Linked DNA regions of Mus musculus: region 1 is linked to region 2. The links are chromatin contacts, called in public Hi-C maps. All regions are on one chromosome and are shown on one strand. Each heading gives the region's core, a stretch centred on a gene start, on an enhancer-like site or on the middle of the called end of the contact. The rest is flanking DNA. Distances are from core to core; before and after follow the strand shown. Region 1 holds the start of Slco2b1 (solute carrier organic anion transporter family, member 2b1). Region 2 overlaps Slco2b1 (solute carrier organic anion transporter family, member 2b1).

Region 1 (4,442 bases), core at 64-2,563, 42 kb before region 2:
TAAGCACATCTGAGTCCATGAATATTCTGGTTTCATACAAAAAGCCTCAGTTCCTGAGGCTAAGTCAGTGATAAGAGAGTTTCTAAGGGACCCTCCTTCTTGCAGCTCTGTACCAGTGATTTGATATCTTGAAGGTTCTCTGTCTTCCAGTCTCTAGGAAAACTCGCTGCTGACTTTGGACTGAAGGGTGAGAGCCCAGATCTACTCTGGCTTCCCAATTAGGACAGAGTCTTCTTTCTGTCAGTCCGTCACAATTGCTGGCCTTCATCCACGGTCACGTGCTCATATTGCTGGTCCTTCAATGACACCTTCACTCAGAAAGCGTTGGGCATCTGGCTGAGTGCCTAAGCTCCAGCCAGATCTGTATCTCAGATGTCCCAGCTTTCTATGGCCAAGTGGGCTAAAGGAAGCTCTCTATCATTCCGAGGAAGCTAGACTCTCAACTCACATCCCCACTCTATGCACAGGTCTCCTTTTGGAGATGGAGTTGTGCTCATTTCTGTATCAAATTGGGGCCAACTCTTCCCTGAGAAGAGAGCCTGGGTTGAAGGGCATGCCTGGTTCTAGCATGATGGGTGGGGGTGGGGAGCAGCAAGACATGTTTTCCCAGCAAGTGGGGTGCTCTGTGGCATGTGACTCAGACTGTGAAATGGAGGAATCCAAGGCTGTTGGATGAATGGGCCCTAGGGAGCCTCCCCAGCCCAGTGAAGGCCCTGCCTCTTGCCCCTCCCTCCAGTTCAGCCTCTGGCCTCCAGGCTTGGCTTCTCTATTTATTGTCGCACTCTTCACACCACAAGAACTCCTGTGATGCCTGTCCCTTGGCTAGGGCCAGCACTGGGATGGGATCATTCTTCCAGCCATCTAGAAGACCTTTGTCCAGACATCTCTTAAGAATTTCACGTTTACTGTTTTGTCTTGCTTCCTTTCCCCCTCCCTTCCTTCCCCTTTCATCTAGGTGGCGCAGATGGCAAGGGCAGATATTAGTGAGAGATGAGGGAGACAGGGCAGAGGCTCAGAGGGAAGCAAAGGCTTGCTTCAGAGCTCATAGAGGGTTGGGAAGACAGCAGCCCCACAGGAAAAGCAGCTCAGGCGGTGACTAGGATTGCAGCAAAGAGACTGAACATTCTGGAATGTTTGTCTCTAGAATGGTCCTGAACTTAAGAGCCATAAACAGCTTCTCACTCTGGCCTCTGCTGCTCCCACAGGAAATAACCATAAGCCTCAGGGAGGGACCAGCCTCCTCACTGCATGGGGGCTGGACCTAAACAAACCCGCCTCCTTTGCAACTCCTGGTCCTGGGCTGTCCCAACCAGAGATCAGAGGAATTCATGGAACCAAAGAAACAGACACTGCAAGGGTTGGGGGGTCTAAAGCTAGATAAAGGAGCAAGTTCCCAGAAGAGCTCTCAGGGAGGGGTCAGTTTGAGCAGGGCTTCTACCACACCTGACCTGGAGGCAGCTGCTGTCTAGTGTGGCCAAATAAATATAGCCTAGTGAGGGACAGTCCTACCTTGATGGTCCCTGCTGCTCTCTCAGGAGCTGTCTCCCGTTGTCCACTGGCAGGCTCACTTCCTCTCTGCTAAGCTCCAGGTTGGACTGGGGGCCACAATTCTCTGCATTTCCCCAGCCATGGGGCCCAGAATAGGTAAGTCTGGGGGACGGAACGGAAGGAATTGGGAGGGAGCCTGGAGGCTTCTCCAGCCACAGGAAAGGGGGGAGACTATATATAGTGCCTCTGTGGTGTGCTGAGGAGACAGAGGCTTAGTTCTGCACAGAACAAGCCCCTCTCCCCTGGTCTGTGGACCTCAGAGAGGGTATATGAGTGAATGAGAGGGGCAGGAAGGGAAGCCAGTTTACTGGGCTGGAGACAGGGAGCCAAGCCAAGCCACTCTGCTGAGCTAGAGACCCAAGACCTTAGAAAGGCCAGCCTACCCAGCCTCATTAAGCTAATCCCCAACACTCATCACCCCCACACCGGTGTGAGGGAGGCAACGTAGAGATGGATGGACAAAGTAGAGGACCACAGAGAAGAAGCAGAGAGAGACACACACAGAGAGAGAGAGAGAGAGAGAGAGAGAGAGACAGAGACAGAGACAGAGACAGAGACAGAGAGACAGAGAGAGAGAGAAAGAGACAGAGAGACAGAGAGAATGTGCAAACAGACACAGGAACCAACAGGTGTCAGCAGGACAGAGGGGCAGACTAGGAGCAGGACAGAGGAACAGACACAACATGGCTCTGAAGGAAAGTCACAGCAAGGACCTGGAGGGTGAGAGGGGAGTGTCAGTGTGAGCCAGAAAGACAGAAAACCACCAACCCACAGGGACAAATGCTCAAAGGGACTGACAGACAGATTTCAGACACAATCCACAGGATCCACACAGAGAGGGCACTCTGAGAGGCCTGCTGACACTTACCTGGAGTGGGTAATGGTGGGGTCTGAGGAGGCTAGAGGGGAAGTGTCTGGAAACTTCCTGAGGCCAAGTGTGGAGTGGTGAGAGGAAAGCACAGAGTGGCCAGGTCAGAGTGACAGACCCACCTGTGACAATGGTGGAACAGAAGGTCTTTACACAGGGAGTCCGGGCTGGATGCCCTACAGTAACCCTTGGCCTCCCTGCCACTGCCTGTCTGCTGCAGTGATGGCTTCACACCCACCCAAGCAAGGCCAGGCTTGCCTCCAGGCCAAACAGACTCAGCAGTGTAACAGACACAGTTTGGGGACCCTGGGACACCAGGAAGGGTGGGGATGGGTATTTGCTCTAAGGAGGCTTTATTGGAGAGAGGAAGATGCGGTCAGGTTGAGGGAAGGGTTGGGCTTTATTTTGGGTTTGGTGCCAAAGGATTTGCTTGTAGTTCAGGTTCAGCTCTGACATGCCTCTCTCTGGCCTCTGCCTCCATTGTGCAGGGATCACAGGTGGGCACCCCTGACCCAGGCATAATAGGATGGTTTCACTGGGTTTATGAGCTACGGACAAACACAATTCCTATTTACCTCTTCAGTACAAATGCAGGGATTGGAGATCCCGTGACAGGGGAGAAACTTACACTCTTAGTTCTGCATTGGCCTCCCCCCTATAAAGGCTTGGCTCTGGGTTCTCTAACTGATCTCTGACACATATATAACAGGAAGCTACTATGAGTTCTTGCACTGAGACACCAGCAGGAGACACAGCTTGAGGTGGCCTCCCTCTGGAGTCATCTGTATCCCTCATCCTGTCCACTGTACTGAGCCTCCCTCTGGTGCTTTGGTCAGGCTCAGAACAGTGGACAGGAATAGGGACACAGATGACTCTCAGTCTTTGAAGAGCCCAGGGCCAGCTGTTCTACTAGAGACAGACAGACACCAAAAGGGGATGAGAGTCAGATGTGTCTCCCACAGAGCTAGCCTGACAGTTTGCATGTGCCCTTGGGTAGCTGAGTTCCCTTGTTTGCGCAGGGAGAAAACTAATATTCCCAAACTGTCCCTATGGTGAGAGCCAGGGAAACCACTCTCTGGCCTCTATACCCTTGCTAGGGAGTCCTTGCCCACTGCAAATTTTCTTGAGAAATTTGACATTTCCAACATTTCCAAATAAAGCCTACCTGGGGCCACTGTCCAAGCCAGAGGAAGCCCCTGCTAGCCACCATGCACAGTGTTAGCCACCAGACACACAGCCCAGTTCATCCTTGCTTACTCTAGGTGTGGCCACTGTGGCTAGCTTGCTGTCGTACTCTGTTTAAGTGAGATCTTTCCAGGGAAGATAGAGGAGTTGAGGGAGAGAACCATCAGCCTCATGTTCAAATCCCAGCTCTGCCCCATGGACTTTATGGGAACTCAATGAAATTTTCCCTCCCTTTTAACAAACAGGTGAGGAAACAGATACTCAGAGAGGGCAAGTGACTTGTCCAAGATCACCCAGCAATTAACCTGCAGGATAGAGACCAGAACACTCATCTTTCTCATATTGGTACTCTCTCCTCTCTGTCACTTGCTTTCTTATCCTCACTCCATACTGATGAACTCTGGCCTACCTTGTGCACTTTTCCACTGTCTCCCCACAAAACGAATTATTTTTGGGGTGCCACTGACTTGGGAGCAGTCATGGGGCGGGGTGTTACTTCTCCCATGACTGGTCTTGGAAGTGCCAGATGCTGGTCTGGCCTTGACCTTAGCAAGGGATCATGGAGTCCATGCCCAGTCTGCCTGCCTGTATCCCTTTCAGGGACTCTAGTTCTCTATTTTCATAGTCGGTGGCAGGGATAGTCCCTTGGTCTCCCATTGTGCTTATAAACTTGGTCTGTGGAGGGAACAGCAGGGCAGAGGCCTCTCTGCAGAGACTGACTGGGCCTTTAAATCAGTATGGGGGATTGAAGCATATAGGGGCTTTGAGAATGGAAGGAGCCCATGTTAGTGGGATAGAAGGTGTGAGAGACAAGACCCACTGGGACCAGAGTTGGGATGAT
Region 2 (4,371 bases), core at 1,320-3,819:
GGAAGAGAGAGAACGGAACAGATGGGGCGGGCTGGACAGATGTGGATACTGTGGCTGGCTGCCCACGCTGACCTCCTTCCCGCTTGTCCCGACAGTCTTCCCTAGGGTGCTGCTGCGGAATCTGCGCCACCCCATCTTCTTGCTGGTAGTCCTGTCCCAGGTGTGCACCTCATCCATGGTAGCGGGCATGGCCACCTTCCTGCCTAAGTTCCTGGAACGCCAGTTTTCCATCACAGCCTCCTTTGCCAACATGCTCCTTGGCTGCCTCACTATCCCTCTGGTCATCGTGGGCATCATGATGGGAGGTGTCTTAGTCAAGCGCCTCCACCTGAGCCCGGTGCAGTGCAGTGCCCTCTGCCTCCTCGGCTCGCTGTTGTGTCTGCTCTTCAGCGTGCCGCTCTTCTTCATTGGCTGCTCTACCCATCAAATTGCAGGCATCACACAAGACCTGGGGTGAGTGGGCATGCACATGGGAAGGTGCGTGGTGAGGATAGGTCAGTGAGCCACCTACCTCTCCTACCCGCCCTCCCTCCCCCCCATACACAGTGTATCCCCTCCCCCTCCCCCTCCCCCAGTGCCTACAAAGCCCTATGCAAGCCCTTTTCTGGGCTCAGGTACAAGCAAGCAGTGGTCACTGGTAGGCACCCAATGCCACAGAAGAGGCATGGATGGAACACCAAGGCCAGGAGGCCTGGGAAGAGCCAGGGTGCAGCCAGTTGCGGGATAGTATTTCCAGGGAGGCTGAGACCTGCGGGCCCGCAGAAGTGGAATGGACGCCACGCATAGGAGGCAGGACCCAGCATAGCCTGAGAGAGACATTTGTTCCCAGATGAAATTAGGTCTGCCCAAGAAGGGACAAGCTCCATGCCTTGGTTTCAAAAAGCAGGTGAACAAGGAACTGGGCAGTCCCCCTCAAGAAGGCAGACGAGGTTAAGAAACCTTGCCTCTTCCTACGGTGACCTCATTTTAACTGGAAGATGTACTAAGCTTTGTTTGGCCCAGTACCCAGCTAGAATTTCCCCCTTGGCACAGCCTCCCCCACTCAAGTGCCAGGTTTCCTCACCTGGTCCCTCTCTCACGTGACTTCGGAGGACTCAGCTCAGGGCCAAGACACTTGGACCCCACCCTCATCACTTGACTCCATTCCTTCTTTTCTCTAAGAGCCAGGCTGTCTGGAGTAGGGCCTTCTGTGTACGGGCCACACCCTATGGGCCCACAGGAAGCCCCAAGCCTGAGCAATTATGTTTCATGTCAAGTCAGTGGGGATTTTAAGCAAAGGGGCAATGATAGAACCCATTAGAAAGACTGCATGGAGACTTTATGAAGCACACGCGGGTGGAGTGGGGTGGGGTGAGGTGGGGGAGCCTTGAGCCTGCTGAGTGTGTAAGAGGCCCTGGCTCTGGGCAGGTGTCCATGACACTAGTTGTACAGGAATAGGGACTTTCCCCAGTTCACTCAACTGGTCTCAGGCCATCCTGCTTGCCTGTGTCTTCTTTCTCCCCTCCTCCCTCAGTCTTGACATCGCATCTCACCCATATTCTCACCAAAGATCTTATAATTGATGCGCTCCAAGTTCTAGTTCACTGAGGCTTTCCGAGGCCAATGGAGTTTCCCTCTTGTGTTCCTCTGAGTCTCCATGAGATCTCTATAATCGCTTCTGTTGATAGACCCACTTTACTGAAGATACGGTGTCACCTGGCAAGGGTGTTGTGTTTCCTCCTGGCATGAAAGCCAGGCTACAGCCTATGTCCCAAAGCTGTTCTCTAGCCCCCAACCCAGGGTGCTCACCCCTTTAGACTCAGCCTCTCTTCTAGCTCCAGCTCCTATCCAACCTCAGTTCTCCAGCTAGGGTAGAGCACGCCTGGGATCCTGGGGCAGGTCCTCTGGTGGGGGCACTTGACACTGTGAGCAGGACAGGAGAATGACCACAGAGGTCGTGAGACTTCAGGAAAGCGACAGTGAGAAGGGAACCCCAGCCCAGATTACAGAGAAATTACCGTCCCGCAGGGAGGAAGGCATAGGTTAGAGGCCCCACAGCTGCTCCATCTCCTGCCAGGGCCCACCGCAGCTGTCCTTGGCTGAGACAAAGTAACAATTCAGCTCAAAGAGAGAATGGCCCCTTCATCTGACACTCACTTCTGGAAGGGATTTCAATTGTGTTCCATCCAAATACAGGAATATTTGCAGAAGCTCCCAGACATGTAGAATCCAGGGTTGAAAGGGCACTCCACAGCCCAGACTCCTCACTCCCCCATCAGGAAAGTTCCTTAAGCGGTTCTCCCTCAGGGAACAGCTGCAGCTGAAATCACTGGCCACTCCTCTCAGAGTAGGAGCCAGGCTTCAGCCAGAGGCCTGAGAGAAGAGAGCCCAGCCAAACACATTTGCCTCTTCTCTGTCTAGTGCCCAGCCAGGGCCAAGCCTGTTTCCTGGCTGCTCAGAGCCCTGCTCCTGCCAATCAGATGACTTTAACCCTGTTTGTGATACCAGTGCCTATGTGGAGTACACCACACCCTGCCATGCAGGCTGCACAGGTCGTGTCGTCCAGGAGGCTCTGGGCAAAAGCCAGGTAAGGCCAACCTCCCACACACCCTACTCCTCCTATCACACATGCTGCCTGTCACTCTGAACCTCTTGCTTTCCCTCTGTCTCTGCCTCGTTCCTCTGCTTTGGCAAGTGCAGAGCCCCGTTCTGTCAACAAGTTTCGTTGCCAGCTAGGGCTCAGGGAGGTGAGCCTGAGCTCCCAGCTGCTAGCTTGCTTGAGGAAATGACCCACAGGAACTCCAGGCTACAGATGGACAGAAGTGGTCCCTACCAGTACATACAAGCGTGGAAAGGGACACAGCCCATCTGGGAGGGTCTCTGAGGGCCCCAAAAGAAGCACCATCTGTGACAGATCTTCCGGGATCATTAGGAAAATAAGGGCTTGGGATGGGAGGACTTTCTAGGCAGGACAGCAGCATATGTAGAGATTTTAGGAACACACACTTTGTGTGTCTTGCTAGACTTCCCTCCCCACCCAGGTCTTGCACTGAGTGGTTTACCGGGTGAGTTTACTAGCAAGGAAGCAGAAAAGCCACAGTTCCTAGGAGATTTTAAGCACTTACTTTTTTTATGCCCATTGTATAGATAATAAATGAAGGCCTGGGAAAGGACTAAGCAGTGCCCAAGGTCTTATACCAGAGCTGGGACTAGAATCAAGGTCTCTGGTCCGAAGCCTGCACTGGATTCAGAGGATCCACCACTCAGGAGGGTCAGCGCTCAGGGATTCTTTCCAGCCTGGGGTTGATTGGCTCTTGTCACATGTAACTCCTTGGTTCATCATAAGAACCTGGGCCCAGGAATGGGCTGGTCCATGCCCAAGGTGCACTCAGGTAGAGACAGAGTAAGATCTCAGGCTTATAAGGCAAAGTCATCCCTGTGGGGGAGACTGGAGACGTCTGTGAGGACCTCCCACCATGGACATAGATGCCTATGAGGAAAGCTTGGAGAAGAATCTAGAAAGCAGTGTCCAGCCTTGGTGTCCACCCCAGCTGTCCTTCCAAGCAAAGGAGCAGTGTTGGAGCTACCTGCCAGTCCTCTGCTTTGGCATGTTTTTCCATGACCTGACTCCAGGGCGTCTGCAGCTCAGCGGGCTGCTCCGCATGTAACTGAAGCCTAAAGGCCACTCCTTACATATGTGAAGCGCTGCGAGGGCTTAGAGTTCTGCCAGTACAGCCTGGCCATACCTAGCAGCTCTGCATGGCAATAGGTGGACATCCCAGTGGCCCCTCCCTCTGCCATCCTATCTTTCTTCTTTCATTAGTTCTATCTCCTAAATACTTCGCCTCAAAAGTCTTTCCCCATGCACCCTGACAGTGGGAACTTCTGCTTGCTCATCCCAGTAGCCACTGAGCTTAAATCCTTTCAAAATGCTACCTTGGGTTTCTCAACCCTTCTCATGCTGAGAATTGTCAGAGAATTTTTTTTTCTGTAGTAAGAAGCAAGAGGCCCAGGGGTCTCCAGGTACCCTAGCCAGCAGTTCACCAATCCCTGCCCAGCTGGCTGTGGCTTCCAGTAACTATGGTCCAATTGTCCAGGTCTGACCTAGTGCTGCAAAGATGGCTCAACGTTTACGAGTGTAAAGAGTGGACAGCTCCAGCAGGGGATCCGAGCTCAGTCCCCAGCATCCATGGCTGGCAGCTTGCAGCCACCTGTAACTCCACTCTGAAGATCTGACACACTCTTCTGGTCTCTGTGGGTACCTACACTTACATATGCGCGTGCGCATGCGCACACGTGCAGACACACACACACACACACACACACACACACAAATAAATAAACAAACACATAGACACTTTGAACAATAGGAAAGGGAAAAAAAGCCCAGCT

What was found. A called contact is a pair of places that touch in the nucleus more often than the background predicts.
Region 1: a Hi-C map of muscle stem cells shows a contact between it and region 2, with 2.9 times the contacts expected there. The contact joins the promoter of Slco2b1 here to the enhancer-like site in region 2. A contact is called at or near these places in 11 of 39 promoter capture datasets (the C10 cell line, HPC-7-derived erythroid cells, cranial neural crest and 5 more), 2 of 15 datasets of contacts at CTCF or cohesin (the G1E-ER4 cell line and liver), 108 of 484 Hi-C or Micro-C datasets (the 63-12 cell line, 8-cell embryo, the AML12 cell line and 63 more), 16 of 115 datasets of contacts at active chromatin or transcription factors (the HPC-7 cell line, astrocytes, bone marrow-derived dendritic cells and 11 more) and 5 of 9 other capture datasets (adipose tissue, embryonic stem cells, liver and 2 more).

The regions. Positions count from the first base shown.
Region 1 is chr7:99,703,713-99,708,154 of GRCm38.p6, reverse strand. It overlaps Slco2b1 (solute carrier organic anion transporter family, member 2b1), which reads left to right and starts at 1,313. Exons shown (of 14, transcript NM_001252530.1): 1 at 1,313-1,644. The coding sequence starts at 1,629. It overlaps Gm34280 (a long non-coding RNA gene), which reads right to left. Exons shown (of 5, transcript XR_003946841.1): 4 at 2,417-2,538.
Region 2 is chr7:99,662,974-99,667,344 of GRCm38.p6, reverse strand. It overlaps Slco2b1 (solute carrier organic anion transporter family, member 2b1), which reads left to right. Exons shown (of 14, transcript NM_001252530.1): 9 at 96-453; 10 at 2,401-2,566. Among named protein-coding and RNA genes, the nearest start is that of Gm25409, 11 kb to the right of the region's middle. Within about 2 kb of position 2,569, at least 96 of the 459 cell types and tissues checked have an H3K27ac peak or open chromatin away from gene starts, as enhancers often do. A contact at or near this core is called in the CH12 cell line, the G1E-ER4 cell line, the N1E-115 cell line and 20 more, where this site is marked.